Linked DNA regions of Mus musculus: region 2 is linked to region 1. The links are chromatin contacts, called in public Micro-C maps. All regions are on one chromosome and are shown on one strand. The core of a region is the stretch at or near the end of the contact, and the rest is flanking DNA. Distances in the headings are between cores, read along the strand shown. Region 1 holds the start of Lasp1 (LIM and SH3 protein 1). Region 2 overlaps Rara (retinoic acid receptor, alpha).

Evidence for each region. A called contact is a pair of places that touch in the nucleus more often than the background predicts.
Region 2: a Micro-C map of embryonic stem cells shows a contact between it and region 1, with 1.9 times the contacts expected there. The contact joins the enhancer-like site here to the promoter of Lasp1 in region 1. A contact is called at or near these places in 3 of 39 promoter capture datasets (cranial neural crest, embryonic stem cells and liver) and 2 of 484 Hi-C or Micro-C datasets (embryonic stem cells and liver).

Annotation. Positions count from the first base shown.
Region 1 is chr11:97,796,896-97,801,792 of GRCm38.p6, reverse strand. Lasp1 (LIM and SH3 protein 1) reads right to left here and starts at 2,228. Exons shown (of 7, transcript NM_010688.5): 1 at 1,931-2,228. The coding sequence starts at 1,999. It overlaps n-TCgca51 (a tRNA gene), which reads left to right and starts at 2,816; the gene lies at 2,816-2,887. It overlaps n-TCgca56 (a tRNA gene), which reads right to left and starts at 4,721; the gene lies at 4,650-4,721.
Region 2 is chr11:98,952,442-98,957,338 of GRCm38.p6, reverse strand. All of the region lies in intron 2 of Rara (retinoic acid receptor, alpha), which reads right to left. Among named protein-coding and RNA genes, the nearest start is that of Gm22061, 8.4 kb to the right of the region's middle. Within about 2 kb of position 2,793, at least 120 of the 459 cell types and tissues checked have an H3K27ac peak or open chromatin away from gene starts, as enhancers often do. A contact at or near this core is called in embryonic stem cells and liver, where this site is marked.

The sequences.
Region 1 (4,897 bases), core at 979-3,478:
CCCGACCTGAATATCCTCTTCTAGCAAGGACAAGTTATCACATAAAATCCCCACCCCCTTCCCTGTGACACACAGCACTGAAGGTCTTTACAAGGGGAGTGGTTGGATGCGGGACAGAAAAGAGAGAAATGGCCAGTCTTGACCACACTCCCTGCACTGTCCACCTCCTAAGGCAATGACATCATCCATACCCATCTGGTGACAGACAGGGAATACTGAGGCCCAGAACCATTCATAAAGTTGATGGGCACAGACCTGGGACTAAGATCAAGTTTCCCAACCCCCAAGCTAGCAAATCCTTCCATCATCCATTGCCCCTCACCATTCATTACTGGGGACCAAAAGGGGAGCCCATTTGCTGGCCCAGAATGCCGCAAATGCAGGGCTCAAAATATCTGGTCCCAGGGACGACAAAGACCCTCATGTAAGGACAGGGTTTCTTTTTTGGGGGTGGGGTGTCTTCATCTAGGAGTGCCAAGCACAAGTCCAGAGGCCGGTACAGTGACTGGGCAGGCCATCACCTTCCCTTAAGCTCCTCCTATCCTGGTACCTAGCCAAGCCCCACATCTCTTTCCTCAAGAAAAAGTTCAAATGTTTCAAAACTACAAGTCCCTACCTCCTGACCGGGACCGGGAGGGTGTGCGGGGGATGTCCAAAGGTTCCTAAGAAGGAACTAACCCTAGCCCGGAGAAACAAAGTATCCTTTTCCAACAAAACTAGATCGCCTCATTGAGGCGCCTGCTTCTGTCCAGTTCAGCCATAAACGTGGAGAATGAGATCCAGCTTGGAGAGCCAGGTACAACGTATCTATGAGGAGCCAAAAGGCTTCCCTGCAGAGGGGGTCACAAGAGAAGAAACGGGTTGTCTTAGACTTTATGGGGTTCAGAACAAGGCAGAAGGGTCCCATCTCAAACTGTACCGGAAACACCCAGATCTACCCTTCAGTCCCCCTTGCAAAAGTGTAATGGCAAACAGATGATCGGGTCCAGCCTGGGCCGGGGGATGCGTAAGAGCCCCTAGGGGCCAGCTGATTTCCAGAAGGCTACCCCCCTCCTCTTAAAAAACTCCTTTTCGTCTGCTTCCTCAGAACTCGGCCAATCCCACCCTCCATCGGAGAAAACAGCTCTGAAAAGTTAGCTCTTTGTTCTCTAAGCTGGTCTCCAGGCTGAGCACAATTTCAGATCTCCAAGAAGCGTCCTCCCCACTCCCTACCCCGCCCAGCTCCGACTGGGCAGCCGATCACCCGGAGTGGCTTGCAATTTGAATTGGGGGTTGGGGAAGCTATGAAGGAGGTCTGCGGGTTCCCCAACCACAAAAAAAGCAAGGAGGGGACCAGCAGGTCGTTCAAAAAGAGGGGGTCTCGCAGTGAGATTCCGGCGCTGCCCCTAAATCCCTTTCACCACAATTGACACTCGCTGGACGAAGGACCCGACGCAGCTTCCAAGCCAGGAAGCCAGGCTACCGGCAGCCCAAGCCGGGCGGGTAGCGCCGGCCCCAGCCTCCGCCCCGCCCCCGCCGCCCCCTCCCCCCAGCGCCCCGCGCTTCCGCCTACTTGGCGCTGGCCGCCGCGGGGAAAGGGAGCGGCCGTCTCCCCTCTCACTCCCGGCCCGGGGGGCGGGACTGCACCTCTAACCTCCTGCACACACCCGGGGAACCCGGTTCCCTGGTGCTCTTCCGCCCTTCCTTCCAGCCCTCCTAACCTCGATGCACAGAGGCCACCCATCTCCAGCGGTGGCTGCTCACCACCTCGCCTTGGACCTCCCAGGTTCCAGACTGGGGTCTGTCCCCACACCCCAAGTCGCCTCCCGCCTTCCTTACCTGCTCTGGGGAGCGCAGGGAAGAGCCCGCAAAGACCCGGCCCCTCTTTCCTCCCCTGATGGAGAGCTGCACTAGCACTGGCTAGCTCGCAGCGCCCGGTACCCGAGCTCACCTTATCCAGACAGTTCACCTTCTCCGTGGGGTACACGATCTTGCCGCACCGGGCACAGTTAGGGTTCATGGTTCCGGGGAAAGACTGGGGCGGGGACGCCCGTATTCGCGCGCGTTCCCTTTTCCTTGGGCGAGCTGGTGGGAGGCGGCGGCTGCAACTGTGCAGGCGACGGCGACTGGAACTGGGGAACTGGCCTCCGCCTCCGCCCTCCTTCCCCTAATAAACACAGTGGGGAGGAGGGGCTGCACTGGCTAGGGCGGGGACGCGCCTCGGGCGCGGAAAGAGGCGCGCGCGACCAGGCGCGCTCCCCGGGCGACGTGGGGCTGCGTGGGGGCGGGTTCCAGGGAGGACTGCGGGACGGGAGTGCAGGAGCCCCTGAGCTCTCGGGGTGCACGTGCCCCTGGGCTCCGCGACCGAGGACGGGCCCGGGCCATGGCCCTTCCCGCGCTGGAGAAACAGACGCGAGTGTGGCAGAGCCCGATTTCCCATGAGAGGGGGCAACCCCACGCACCCGACGATGGTGGGGATAGTACAGATTCTCTAGACTGGGGGACTTTCCTTAAACCCGTGGGTCCCCAGCATCAACCTGCGGGGAAACCACCCCTTGCCCCGCCCCGCCCCCCAGCTAGTTCCCTTCCCGCCCACATCCTCTCCCACATAGGTACCTGTCCCTTTCCCTTTGGACTCAGCACCTCCGTACGTTCACCCTCCCCGCCCCTCTGCGCTGCAGCTTTCCCATGGATTCTTCGGATTCAGGCATCCTCTGCTTTCAGCTTGGCCGCCTTTGCTCTTCCATTCTTTTCTCTTGCCCCTATTCTACCTGTGTAGCAGCTGCGACAGCATCTTAAGACTGAAAAGAGATTGCTTCAAGCTGCGCGTCGGTGCGGGGGTATAGCTCAGTGGTAGAGCATTTGACTGCAGATCAAGAGGTCCCTGGTTCAAATCCGGGTGCCCCCTCAGAGTCTTTTCCTCTCTTCAATGACAATAAAAATACGTTTCAATACAAGTATGATCTTGATTCGACCCTGGGTCATTAAAACAGGTAAAAAGATAAAGGCCACTCCTCCTTTTAAATCTGAGCAGAAAAGCCTTCGTTTTGCCTCGTACCAAGCAGAAGTTGCACGACTTTATTTGATTGGCGCCAGAGTCCTGGAGATTTCTGCCCATGGTATGCTTGTGAATTTGAATTGGATTGTTCCACACTTTGGGTTCGGAAGCCAAGGTCACTCCCCAGGTTGACGGTGTGTGTCCGTTGAGGGTCAAGGGTCAATCAAAAAAGGGAAACTTGCGGACATAGCCCTTCTCCAACCTAAGCTTTCCTTTCCCTTTTTCGTTTCATTCTATGATCCTTATTATTCTATATCCTCACGTTTCATTGTGACTTGGTGACGTGGACCGAGTAAAAGCGCTCCGAGACCGTGAAACCGGGAGGAGCACTCGTCAGCTCCCTTCACTGCAAAAGAACAAGACCCCAAAGCCAAGTAATATAAATGAATGCAGTGGTTTTCACAACTTGTGCGTGCTCTAGAGTGACCTGGGGGAGGGGGGGGCTCATTAAAACGTCCCCAGTTTCCGATTGTGTAGATGCTGAGGAAGGCCTTGGCAGTTAGCTCTTTGGCGGATTTGTCAGGTAAATCATTCAAGGACGCAAGGACCGCTCTTTGAGGATCACCAGAATATTATTACCACAACGCTATCAAGTTTCAAATCCTCAACAGGGGACAGGTATCTAGCTGCTTTAAGGTATCTGGTCTGGAAGAAATCTCTAAGTGTGAACAGGGAAGCAAGGGCGGCCCCTCAGCTAGGTTTTGCCCAAAAAAAGGAAAAAGAGACAGACAGAGGCATGCTGCCCGTGTCAGGGTGTGGCTGTGATATTTTAAACATGGAATCTGGTTGTGTCATCCCAGGACCCCAGGGGAATATTCACATGCATTCCCTCCCAGTTCCCATTACAGTTCTCTGCTGAGCGGAACAAGGAAGGGGACTGAGCAGAGCTTGGGGCAAAGCACAGAGATACCAGAGAAGCGAGTCTCTGTTCCCAGACGCTGGGCCTTGAACTTGTACATTCTCCAGCCTCAACATCTCAGACAAGACATTCGTTTTTTATCTCTTTACACTGTGTCTTCCGCGCCCCACCCCCACCCCCACCCCCATACAGAGTTTCGTGTAGCCCAGGCTGGCCTTGATTTTGATATATAGGCCAAGGCTAATCTTAAACTCTTTTTTTTTTTTTTTTTTTTTTTTTTTTGAGACAGGGTTTCTCTGTGTAGCCCTGGTTGTCCTGGAACTCACTCTGTAGACCAGGCTGGCCTCGAACTTCGTCTGCCTCTGCCTCCGGAGTTCTGGGATCAAAGACATGCGCCACCACGCCCTGCTCTTAAACTCTCTTGGACTCTGATCCTCCTGCCTCCTTCCAAGTGCTGAGATTAACAGGCATGTTCTACAACACCTGGCTGTAACATACCTTAAAATCGGCAAGTATTATAAACATTGTTTCTGGATTCATCCTTAGCTTTTTGGGTCGGGATACAAACGAGGTAAAAAATGTTCCTTATTCCATACCTCACTTGCCATTCTGTTAGGAGAGATAGCTCCTTCCTCCTTCCTCGATGCTGATTCAACATTCAAAGGGGGAAAATTAGGAAGGTAGAGTTTGGATTTGGAAATAACTGAGTGGAGAAACTGAGTGTTCTCATAGGAAAAACATATGCACCCACCAAGGGGGCACCCGGATTTGAACCGGGGACCTCTTGATCTGCAGTCAAATGCTCTACCACTGAGCTATACCCCCTCTGGCGGTAAGAGGCTGCAAATTTCTTTTTACATGACTTGTTTGCTTTTCACCAAAACTTGTTTATTCATTTAGAACCAATAACGTTTTGCTAAATTGTATTGAATTTAAACAATAAAAAGATAAAAACAAAAAAAAAATCACCAATAATTTGAAACCGTGAATTTAAATTATGA
Region 2 (4,897 bases), core at 1,544-4,043, 1.2 Mb before region 1:
GAGAATGGACTCAGACATTTTAAAATCACATCTCATTTACTGTATGTGTATGGCATGTGAGTGGATGTACAATTTTCAAAGGGTATAGCGATGTACCTTTAATCCCAGCATTTAGGAGGTAGATGCTGATGGATCTCTGTGAATTCCAGGCCAACCAGGGATATATGGTGGGATCCAAACAGAGGTAGGTAGGTGTATGTGTGTGTGTGCATGCGCATGTGGTGTGCGGTGTGCGGTGTGCGGGGTGTGTGTGTGTGTGTAGAGGGAAGCTGGAAAGAAAGATTGACAGTTAAGGTTAATGGCTGTTCTTTCAGAGTACCCTGGTTTGATTCCCAGTACCCACATGGTGGCTCACAACCATTCCTAATTCCAGTTCTGGGGGATCCAACCTCTTTTGTCCTCTGCAGGCACCAGGCACACACACAGTGGACAGACATGCATGAATCCAAAATACCTACACATATAAAGTTAAATATTTTTAAGAGAGAGAGAGGGAGGGAGGGAGAGAGAGAGAGAGAGAGCGAGCAAGACCTTTCAGGAATTGGCTTTCTTTCACTGTATGGGTTCCCCAGGATCAAACTTAGCTCATCAAGTCTGGTGCCTTAGCCCACTCAGCCATCACCCTGGCCCTGGAATCGATGGTGGGGAGTTGGAAGGTGGTAGGTGGTATCTGGTGCATAGCTCTTGGCTTCCTGAGACAGCAGAGTCTACGGACTGCGGACTGCGGGACAGAAGCCGTTACACTCCCAAGAGAGGGCAGAGGCTTGCAAATGGGAGTGCTGGGTTCTAGGGCAAATGTGTGGTCTCGGCATGGACGCCCTTCAGATTGTTCGGGTCAGTGATGCAGCCCCTGGCACCAGTGATGTAGAAGACCCTGTGCTTACAGATTCAAGATGCCAAGGGACCTGAGGGACCTGAGGCTCTTGTCCCTCATGGTCAGGCAATGATCTCCCAAATAACAAGCAATCAATACAGAAACCTGGGGGACGAAACGCCTTGGTAGAGATAAGAGTTGTAAAACTGAGAGGGGGGGAGGGAGGGAGGGAGGGAGGGAGGGAGGGAGGGAGGGAGGGAGGGAGGGGACTGTGATGAGGAAGGGAACATCTGAGAAGGATTCTGGGAAGAGTTCTCATTCAAGATCTCTGACTTTAAAAAAAGAAAGAAAAAGGTCCCTTGAAGGATGAACAGGATTTCCGAAGCAAGACAGAAAAGCTAGGGGTGAGATGTCTTCTCTGGCAGCCATGAGGTCGAGAACCAGGTCAAGGAGGAACACGGTGTCCCCAGGGGCCGTGACAGAAGGGAGGCAGGACTGGAAGGCTCTGGCCTGCAGCAGGGTCTGGGATACTGGGTGGCAGGCAGTTGCTAGCAGGCTGTGGCCTCATCCTGCTCAGTCACACCTCCCATCCCCAGCTCCCCCCCCCCCTAGGGTTTTATGCTTAGCAAGCCCTTAGCAGGTGTGGGCTGAATCTTCATGGCTGCCACCACCACCACCTCCAGCCTGTGCCAAGCAGGGCTCCCTCCTCTGCCCTAGGGACAGAGGGACAACATTAGGCCCGGTGCCAGACAGACATCAGGGCCTGATACAGGGTGGCCATCTCTACGACAATACCCAGCCCTACCCCCAACCCGGAACACTCCCCCCCCCCCCCCCCCGCCTCCCCGCCCTTCAAGGTGCTTGAAGCTATTGCAGGCCATAACCAGCAAGCGGGTCACCGTGGCCTCACAGCGAGCAGCCTACCAGAGACAGACAAGAAAGGCAAAAGATTCCGAGAAAGGCTGAGTGACCTGCCCAAGGTTGCACGGGCAGAGCTGACTTGAAAGACTTCTGGAGCAAGTAGGGAAGTGGGATCAGACTTCAGGCTGGATGGTATTTTCAGCAACCTGGGGTCCATCTGGGCGGGGGAGGGCCTGGATTACGAATGCTCCCAGGGCAAAGGGACCCCTAGTCTATCCTGACTACAGGGGCATTATTTGCAGCTTACCATTTCCTCTTTTTACCGATGCTACCATGTACACACACACACACACACACACCACCCCCAACGCATATACAAAGGCTGCACTGGCAAAACCCCATGGCGCACATCCCTTGGCAAGAGGTGTATACAATGCCTGAGGCCCTGACTGGCCTAAGAGGAAGACAAGCTTCCTTCCCTGTGTCCCCTCCCCCAATCTGTGCTGGAATCCTACCCTGAGAGAGCCTGTACATTTATCCCTCCAGGACGATAGATAAATAGTGAGGGACTCTATTTTCAATGAAAGCCCCCTGTGAAGGTCTTTTGGCTGACTCAGCATTTTGGACCCCAGGGCAGGGGCGACTAGGCAGGGACGCGCCTCCTCAAGGTTGTCCTTTCTATTGTGCGGGGTGTGAACAAGCAAGGGAGCAAACCCCAGGGCAAGGAATGAAGAGACAGGCACACCCCCTCCCTCCTTCCTCTGGGCCTCCTTCCCAGGTTCCCCTAGGCCTGGGCTCCCAAGACAGGGAGGGGGAGGGGACCACATCCCCATATCTAGACAAGTACCCAGCCAACATGTAGAAGGAAAATCTGTTGCCACCCTTTTAGGTTCCTGTCCTAACTCATCGACTGATTGCTTCCAACTTCCCTGCCCCCCCCCTTCAGAAATTGCAACAAAATATGAATAACAGCTAAGGCTTTTACACTCTGTTCCTTCAGAGTCTGTCAGGGACGGGAGGAGGCGGGGGCTGCAGAGTTCTGCAAGCTCACAGCCGGCGAGAGGGCAGAACAGGGTTGGGTGGGGGTGTGGGCAGACTGTGTCCACGGCTTCTAGGACAGGATGGAGATCTTCCCGGGCTTCTTATCTTTCCAGTCTCAAAATCCAACACTGAGAAGGGGGGCAGGGGTGGAGGGGTGGCTTTCCCTGCGCCCCCTACTGGTGGGAAGTCGGAGACCGGGTCTCCAGTAACCAGAACAATATTCAACAATGGTGGTGAGGTCTCCATAATCTCCAATGGCCCCGGAATGCCCCACCCCACCCCCCTACCCCCGGTGTCCTCCTAAAGCTGACTATCTGGATGTCTGCCGTGCTTTGGCCTGGCTTCCTCTGCCCTCCCTCTTCTATACACGAGTACAAGGTGACTCTACGGAAGGAGTGAGTCCACATGAAGGGTTGTTTTTGTTTTTTGTTTTTTTTTTAAGGCGCAGATAATGTCCCGACCCACAGTAGGTGCACAGCAGCCTCCCATTCTCCCGGGTCACATGCCAGGCACACACCAAGTGTCCCCCGGGATGAGCTCGCACAGTATCTGGTCATGTGTCTGTGTTACCTAATGTCGCTGTGTTACCAACCAGGAAACAATGCCAAGAGATCGACACATACGTGACACAGGTGTCTAAGGTTTTAACCTCGAAGCCCAAGGAATGCCAAGGACGCATAAGCCAAAGAGGTTCACCCCTTGGCCCCCAGGCCAGGAAACACAAAGACATTAGAGATAGAGCCCCCCACACACACACATTATGAAGGTCAAAGTCTCTGAAGCCCTCACATCAAGACACCTCTGCCCCTAAATCAGGCCTGCCCCCCTCCCTCCAGCCCTCCCCCACTCCCCCCCCAGCCCTCCCCCACAGCTCCACCACAAGCTGACATTCCCCTCCCCAGCTCTGGATTTAATTCTTAGGAAACACTGGTCTCACCCAGTATACACAAGCCATTAACCCCTCCCCCCCTTCTCAGCATACTCAGCCCTGACCCCCTCCTCCCAAAGAACACACAACCCTGACCCTCGTCACACAGCACAGAGAAGACCAAACCTCCACAGCAAACAGGCTTCAGGGGCCAGGAGCCAAAGGGACAGGAGTCTTGTGCTATCTCTGGGGCCTCCACCCTGGTTCCCTAGGAGACTCCCAGTAGGACAATACCTAGCTCTCCCCACCGTGACCTGGAGGGGCCTTGGCCCTCCCACAGGTCACCTGCAGAGTACATACAACACACCTGAGGTGCAACCTTGCAAGAGGCCCAGGAAGGGGAGGCCATCTCCACAGACGTGGGATTGGAGCGGGGGGGGGGGGGGGGGGTTGGGGGGGGGGGAGCCTGGAAGATCACCAGGACATAGCATCACTGCTGCAAGCCACTCCACACACCCCCCTCCAGGAACTACCTGACACCTTCTAGACCCAAGGGCTAGGGGAGACTAAAGCTGCAAAAACTTTTAGTTGTTTTCCAGGTACCAGGAGCACTGTAGGAGGGGGTGGTCTCAGAGCCAAGGCCTCTGGTCCCTGGTCCTAGAAGGTGCTCAGAGGCAGGGGAGTAGGGAGGAAGAGAACTGTTGTTGTTTACTAGGAGAGGGGGATGGGTGGGAAACCCACAGACTCACAGAGGCAGGAAGAGGGCATTGCCTAACCTGGGTGGAGAAAGCCAAAGAAGGCTGCCATTAGCCCAAAATCCGGGCACCCCACCCTAGGAGTAGGTTACCAGGGTAGGGGTTCACCCCACCCACCTCTAAGAAAGAGGAAGGAGCTTGCAACACTCAGGGGGAGGGCTTTTCCTCTCACAGGGGCCAGATCCTAAATCCCCCTGCAACCTTCCATCTAGTCAGGTTCATGTGTCCAGGCCCCTGTGACATCACGGGGCAAGCATAAGTGGTCCTTGGTGGCACTGGCGTCCAGGACTCCCCAACTCCTCTCCTCTCTCCTCCTTCCTCTTTGGTTTGTTTTGTTCTTTTTTTTTTCCCCAAGACAGGGTTTCTCTGTGTAGCTTTGGCAGTCCTGGAACTTGCTTTGTAGACCAGGCTGGCCTCGAACTCAGAACTCCACCTGCCTCTGCCTCTTGGGTGAAAGGCATCCGCCGCCACCACCCGCTTTCCTTTCTGTCTTAAAAACTCCACCCTGAAAGAAAGCACAATTCTTCCAGCTCCTGGGATGTTTGAGATGGAAGCTCA